2 separate regions of the Sus scrofa genome follow, and region 1 is linked to region 2. A link is a contact called in public HiChIP or PLAC-seq data. All regions are on one chromosome and are shown on one strand. Each heading gives the region's core, a stretch centred on a gene start, on an enhancer-like site or on the middle of the called end of the contact. The rest is flanking DNA. Distances are from core to core; before and after follow the strand shown.

What was found. HiChIP or PLAC-seq counts read pairs in DNA pulled down with a chosen protein or histone mark.
Region 1: an H3K27ac HiChIP or PLAC-seq map of alveolar macrophages shows a contact between it and region 2. The contact joins two enhancer-like sites. A contact is called at or near these places in 1 of 5 promoter capture datasets (liver) and 1 of 2 datasets of contacts at active chromatin or transcription factors (alveolar macrophages).

Annotation. Positions count from the first base shown.
Region 1 is chr18:2,661,863-2,664,756 of Sscrofa11.1, reverse strand. The region is part of intron 1 of RBM33 (RNA-binding protein 33); the gene reads left to right. Among named protein-coding and RNA genes, the nearest start is that of RBM33, 13 kb to the left of the region's middle. Within about 2 kb of position 1,501, at least 10 of the 83 cell types and tissues checked have an H3K27ac peak or open chromatin away from gene starts, as enhancers often do. A contact at or near this core is called in alveolar macrophages, where this site is marked.
Region 2 is chr18:1,831,625-1,834,612 of Sscrofa11.1, reverse strand. The region is part of intron 4 of LMBR1 (limb region 1 protein homolog); the gene reads right to left. Among named protein-coding and RNA genes, the nearest start is that of LMBR1, 38 kb to the right of the region's middle. Within about 2 kb of position 1,437, at least 4 of the 83 cell types and tissues checked have an H3K27ac peak or open chromatin away from gene starts, as enhancers often do. A contact at or near this core is called in alveolar macrophages, where this site is marked.

The sequences.
Region 1 (2,894 bases), core at 252-2,751, 830 kb before region 2:
ACACATTTGGAAAGTTTTCGGCTATTATTTCCTCAGGTATTTCTCCCTGCTCCTCTCTTTTCCTCCTGTTACACATACTGGTGTGCTTAATGTTACCGCATGCTTCTCTTCGTTTTTTTTTTTCTGTTCTTTGCATTGGATTATCTCTATTGATCTAGTTTCAAATTTACCAATTTTTCTGCCAGTTTAAATCTGTCGTTGAGCCCTTTTAGTGAATTTTTCATTTCAGATATTTTTCAATGACAGAATTTCTTTTTGGTTCTTTTTAAATGACTTCTGTTTATTCGTATTATTTATTTGGTGCATCTTTGTCATCATATCTCCCTTTAGTTCTTTAATCATCATTTTGTTCAGTTCTTGAGCATGCTTACAATGGCCCATTCGTCTTTTTCTGTTGAATCTGACATTTGGTCTTCTCACAGGCAGTTTCTGTTGCCTGCCTTTTTTCTGATAAGTTATGGGTTGTGCTTACCTGTTTCTTTGTGTGTTTTATAATTTCTTGTTGAGAATTGAACATTTTATAGTAATACGTATAATGTGTCAGTCCTGGTGCTTGTCGCCCCACTTCCCCACCCCTAGGCCTGTTGGCACGTGTGTGTTTACCTGTGTGGTGGCTAGGTTTTAAGTGCTGTCTGTTCCACCTTCCACCCTACTCTGGGCAACTTCTCAGAAGCACCTGATGTCACTCCTCAGGGGCCACAGCCTTGGGCATGCCCACAGTCACCTTGCGAGGGTGGTGGTTTGGCTGGACCTCTTTCTGACTGTCCCTTTCTCTCATCACACTTTTGGCAGTGCCCTGGGACATAACTTGCTTTACTGGCTGAACAGTCAGATTCAGGCTCCTTTGACTGAATGGTGTCTGAGGTTAGCGTTTGAGGTCTGTTCTAAGCGAGGACCTTTGCCCATGTTTCCCAGTTTCTCTCTGGCACACTAGGCATCCTACAGTTCAGTCTCCCCCTCCACCCCTTTTCTTAGGGACACACCTGTGGCATATGGAAGTTCCAGAGCTAGAGGTCGAATTGGAAGTGGCAGCTGTGACCTTCACCACAGGAATGCCAGATCTGAGCCACATCTGCGACCTGTGCAGCAGCCAGGGGCAGTGCTGGATCCATAACCCACTGAGCGAGGCCAGGGATTGAACCTACATCCTCATGGATACTTGTTGGGTTCTTAACCCACTGAGCCACAGTGGGAACTCTCAGTTCAATGTTTATCTCCCCTTGGGCCAACTCTGAGCCCCAGTTCTTGTGTTGTGCTTGTCACATTTGAGTGACACTCTTGCTTTTGGAGCTGAGTGCCTGGGTGGCAGCAGGTGGTGGTGGGGGATGGGGCATGCTGCCAGAAGCCCTAGACCTCTTTGTCTGACTTCTCTTGGTACAGAACCCCCATCCCACGACTTGGGGCAGGGATGGCCTGGGCTGCAGTTGTGTATGTACCACACGAGGGGCCTGGCTGGAAGGAGCCCCCACCTCTCGCTCACACTTAGCCAGAAGTTAGCCTCAGCACCAGGCAGGTTGGGCAGAGGCCTGTGTTCTTGGAGTGGAGTTGATGACTCCCTGAGCTGGGGTGGAGGAGGGAGTGCATCCTGGTTCAGAAAAAACTGCAAACTCATGCGGCTGCTCTTAACACATTTGAGTAGATTTCTTAAGTGTTTTCCATTTAATGTATGCCTGTGGAATCAGTTCCAGAGATATTAGTCATTTCATTAAGAATAATTTTCGTCAGTTTCACAGGGAGCGAGTGGGTTGGTGGAGCTCCTCCTGCTGTCATACTGGAAGTAGAAGCCTACTCATTCTTTAATCTCTTTTTTTTGTTTTTTGTTTTTTGTTTTTTTTTTAAAAAGCACTTGTTCTGTTTGGTAGTGTATGGTAGGAATTGATGTATTAAGTTGTCAGAACTTTACTGGTTAATTTCTGGCCTCAGGCGGAACACTTCCTGGGTTTTTATGAAGTTTATGTATCATTAGGCTCCTCTAGGTAGACTCTGTGGGGAGGCATATGCTGCTGCTTCTCATGTCTGCTTGCATGTGTTCTAAGATGAAAAACTTTAATTCCAGTTTTTTGATTTTCCTAGTAGTAAGAATAAATTTGAAAATGAATTAGGAGGAGTTCCTGTCGTGGTTCAATGAAAATGAATCCGACTTGTAACCATGAGGTTGTGGGTTCGATCTCTGGTATCGCTCAGTGGGTTAAGGATCTGGCATTGCTGTGAGCTGTGGTGTTGGTGGAAGACGCAGCTTGGATCCCGCGTTGCTGTGGCTGTGGCATAGGCTTGTGGCCTTCGACCCCTTGGCTGGGAACTTTCATATCCTTGGGTGTGGCCCTAAAAAGCAAAAAGCAAAGAAAATGAATTAGGAGATATGGTGTGTATGCAAAATATACACTTAGTATGGGAAAAATGTAAAATGCTTATTAATATTTTCTGTATCGATTACATTAAAATGTTAAAATTTAACCTATTAAAATTCATTTGTTTATTTTTTAAAAGAAACATTTTTAAAATTCTTTTTTTAAAATTGAAGTATAGTTGTTTTATAATACTCTGTTTCAGGTGTACAACAAAATGATTCAGTTATTTGTTTTTTCAGATTACATTCCATTGCAGGTTATTACAAAATATTGAATATAATTCTATGTGTGATACAATAAATCCTTGTTGCTTATTTATTTTATATTTCGTAGTTTGTATCTGTTAATCCTTTACTCCTAATTTGTTCCTTTTTTCCCTCATCCCTCTCCCCTTTGGTAACCCTAAGTTTGTTTTTTATGTCTGTGAGTCTGTTTCTGGTTTATTTCATCTATTTCTTTTTATTTTTTTTTTAAAAAGATACTAAAAAATTTGAAATTAGGTATGTGGCTTGTGTTGTATTTCTGTTGTTACTTCTCTACGTTATC
Region 2 (2,988 bases), core at 188-2,687:
AAGGCCAAGCAGAAGCTCTAGAACTGCCTCTAGCTAGGAACTCAGGAATACAAAAGAAATCCCACATTCCTGAAGGTCATGCAGGGTTTAGTGCAGCCCTCAAGGACTTGAATGATGAGCGGTGGTGGTGGTTCCCTGATCCCCAAGAAAGACACACCCTGGAGAATGACAGCGGATTCTCATAAGCTTAGCCAGGGAGTGACTCTGATTGCAGCTTCCAGAGCAGACGGGGTTTCATTCCTTGGATAAATGAACACATCTCCTGGTTCCCGATGTGAAGCTACTGATGGGACAAAAATGCTGTTTTTTTTTTTTTCCCATCCCTGTCCACAAGGCCCACAGAAGCAGTCTGCTTTCAGCTGGCAAGGTAAGCAATACACCTTCACTGCTCCAACTGTCCTAACTCAGGGGTACACCTTGCCGATCCACGTCACGATTTAGTTTGCAGGGATCTTGATGACAATCCCTTCCAGAAGACTGGACACCCATCTACAATCCCACTTCCACAGTGGTGAAATCATGCTAATTAGACCTAGTGAGTAAGAGGTAGCAACTACTCTAGGCCTATCAGTCGGGGGCGGGGAATAAATCTAACAATAATTCAGGAGCCTTCCCCTCCAGTAAAATCTCCAGGGCTCCAGTGGTGTGGTGGGGATACCATGTCAAGATATCCCCTCTTTGGACTGTTGCATCTGGTCTCTCCTACAACCAAAAGAGAGGAATGATGCTTAGGGGGTTTCTTTGGATTTTGGAGACAAATATTCCTCCCTTGGGTGTGTTACTTCGGCCTGTTTACTGAGTGACTCCAAAAACTGCTGGTTTTGAGTGGGGCCCAGAACAAGCGAAGGCTCTGCAGCAGGTCCAGGCTGCTCTGCCCTTGGCCTTAGGATCCAGCAGATCCGACGGTGCCTGATGTGTCAGCAGCAGACAGGGATGCTGTTTGGAGCCATTGGCAGCCCTCGAGGTGGATCACAGCATAGGGCCTTAGGATTTTGGAGCAAAGCCCTGCCATCCTCTGCGGATAACTATTCCTTCTGAGAAAAAGCTCTTGGTTTGCTGTCAGGCATTCACAAAAACCGAACACTTGGGCATGGCCAGCAAGTTACCATGCAACCTGAGCTGCCGTCATGAACAGGGTGTTATCTTTATCTGACCCACCAAGCCACAAAGAGGGCGTGTGCAGCAACACTGTGACATCAGCCGGATGGGTGTACACATGGTCATGCCTGAGCAGGCCCCACAGGCACAACGAAGTCACAGGAAGAAGTGGCCCAGATGTCCATGGCCCCCTCTCAGCTCTTCTGCCTTCTCCCCCGCCCACCCTGCACCCACGGCCTCGTGGGGAGTTCCTCCCGATCAGCCAGCAAAGGACCCAAGACTGGGCCTGGGGCCAGACGGTTCTACACGATGTGCAGACACTGCCCCCAAGTGGACAGCTAAGCCCCACAGCCTCTCCCTGGGACACTTCCCAAGGACAGCAGTGGAGCAGAATCCTCTGAGTGGACAGGACTTGGGCACTGCACCTGGCTCTCACTCCACCTGGAATGAAAACTAGCCAGATGTGCAATTATACATTCACAGGCTGTGGCCAGTGGTTTGGCTGGATGGTCAGGGACTTGGAAGGAACATGAATGGAAAACTGGTCACAAGGCAGTTTGGAGAAGAGGCCTGCAGACAGACCACCGGAACCAGGAAAAACGTGAAGATACTCGTATCCCCTGTGACTGCTCATTAAAGGGGGGCCTCAGCAGAGGAGGATTTTAATATTAAAGTGGACAGAATCTCCATATCCCAGGGAGTGTCATTCACAAGGTTAAACAAAACTACAAATTCAGAGAAGAAAGACAAACATGAAGCTTTACGGAATCTACTACGTGCAGTGGATTACAGAAGATTTAGATCTACCCAAATATCAGAAGCAGAAACAAAGTTAGGGGTCATAAAACCCTAAAGAACACTTTCCCAAGCTGACAGCTTAGGCTTCCTAAGACCTGGCCCTGAGAGTACATCCAGAAGCAATGACGTAATTTAGAAGGTTCTTCCTCCAGTGCCCCACCTTCAGCTGATGTGGTCCATCAGAGGTCAAAGCTACGGTTTACTACATAGTTTATCTACTCACCCAACATGTTTACGAGGCTGTCACTATGCGGGAAGCACGGTTCTAAACCCTGATTTATAAACAAACTACAGCACCTGAACTTAGGCATCTTACACTACAGTGAGAAAAAACCAATGCAGACAAATACACTGACCTCCAAGGTTAAGGTCTCCAGCTTTAAACAGACAGCATGTCATGTACCAGCAGCTCTTACTTCCAGCCCATAAACAGAATCCAAGAAATGGCTCTATTTTAGAGTATTTGAAGGTCACTAAGTATATTGTGCAATTTCTTTTTGGTTAAACTGGCAACAAAGACCAGTTCACGTACAATACCGATAACTCATCAGAAAAATCATCGATAAATATGTTTTTCAACTCAGCATTGATAAGTACAACTCACCCTTACTTTGCTGCTTCATAATAAATTTTCAATGACTTTTCAGCAGATGGCTTACTTGTGTCAATTTCAGTAAACACCTTAGTCTGCCTGGGTTTTTTCAACTGCTTAAGCAACAAAAATGGAGTAATTTCTCTTTATTCACTTAATAGTTAGTCCTAACTTTACTGAATTATTTGGTCTTCAGAGCATCAGTGACTCCATTTGTTTCCAGTTTCAAGCATGACAGAAACCACAAACCCAGTGTAAAGTATGTGACAGACTATGATGTTGAAATTTTTCTTGTGAAGAAACAGTATAAGCCGTTTAAAGGACAACTGGGAAGAAAATGCCTGTAATTAACCTAATATACAGGTAATTACTTAAAATAAAAACACTGTAAAATGGACAAAGGAAATAGAAGGTGGCAATTTACCAAAAAACTAAATACAAATGACCATAAATGTGCTTTGTACACGTCTACCTTCATTGATAATTAAAGACCCAAGCCA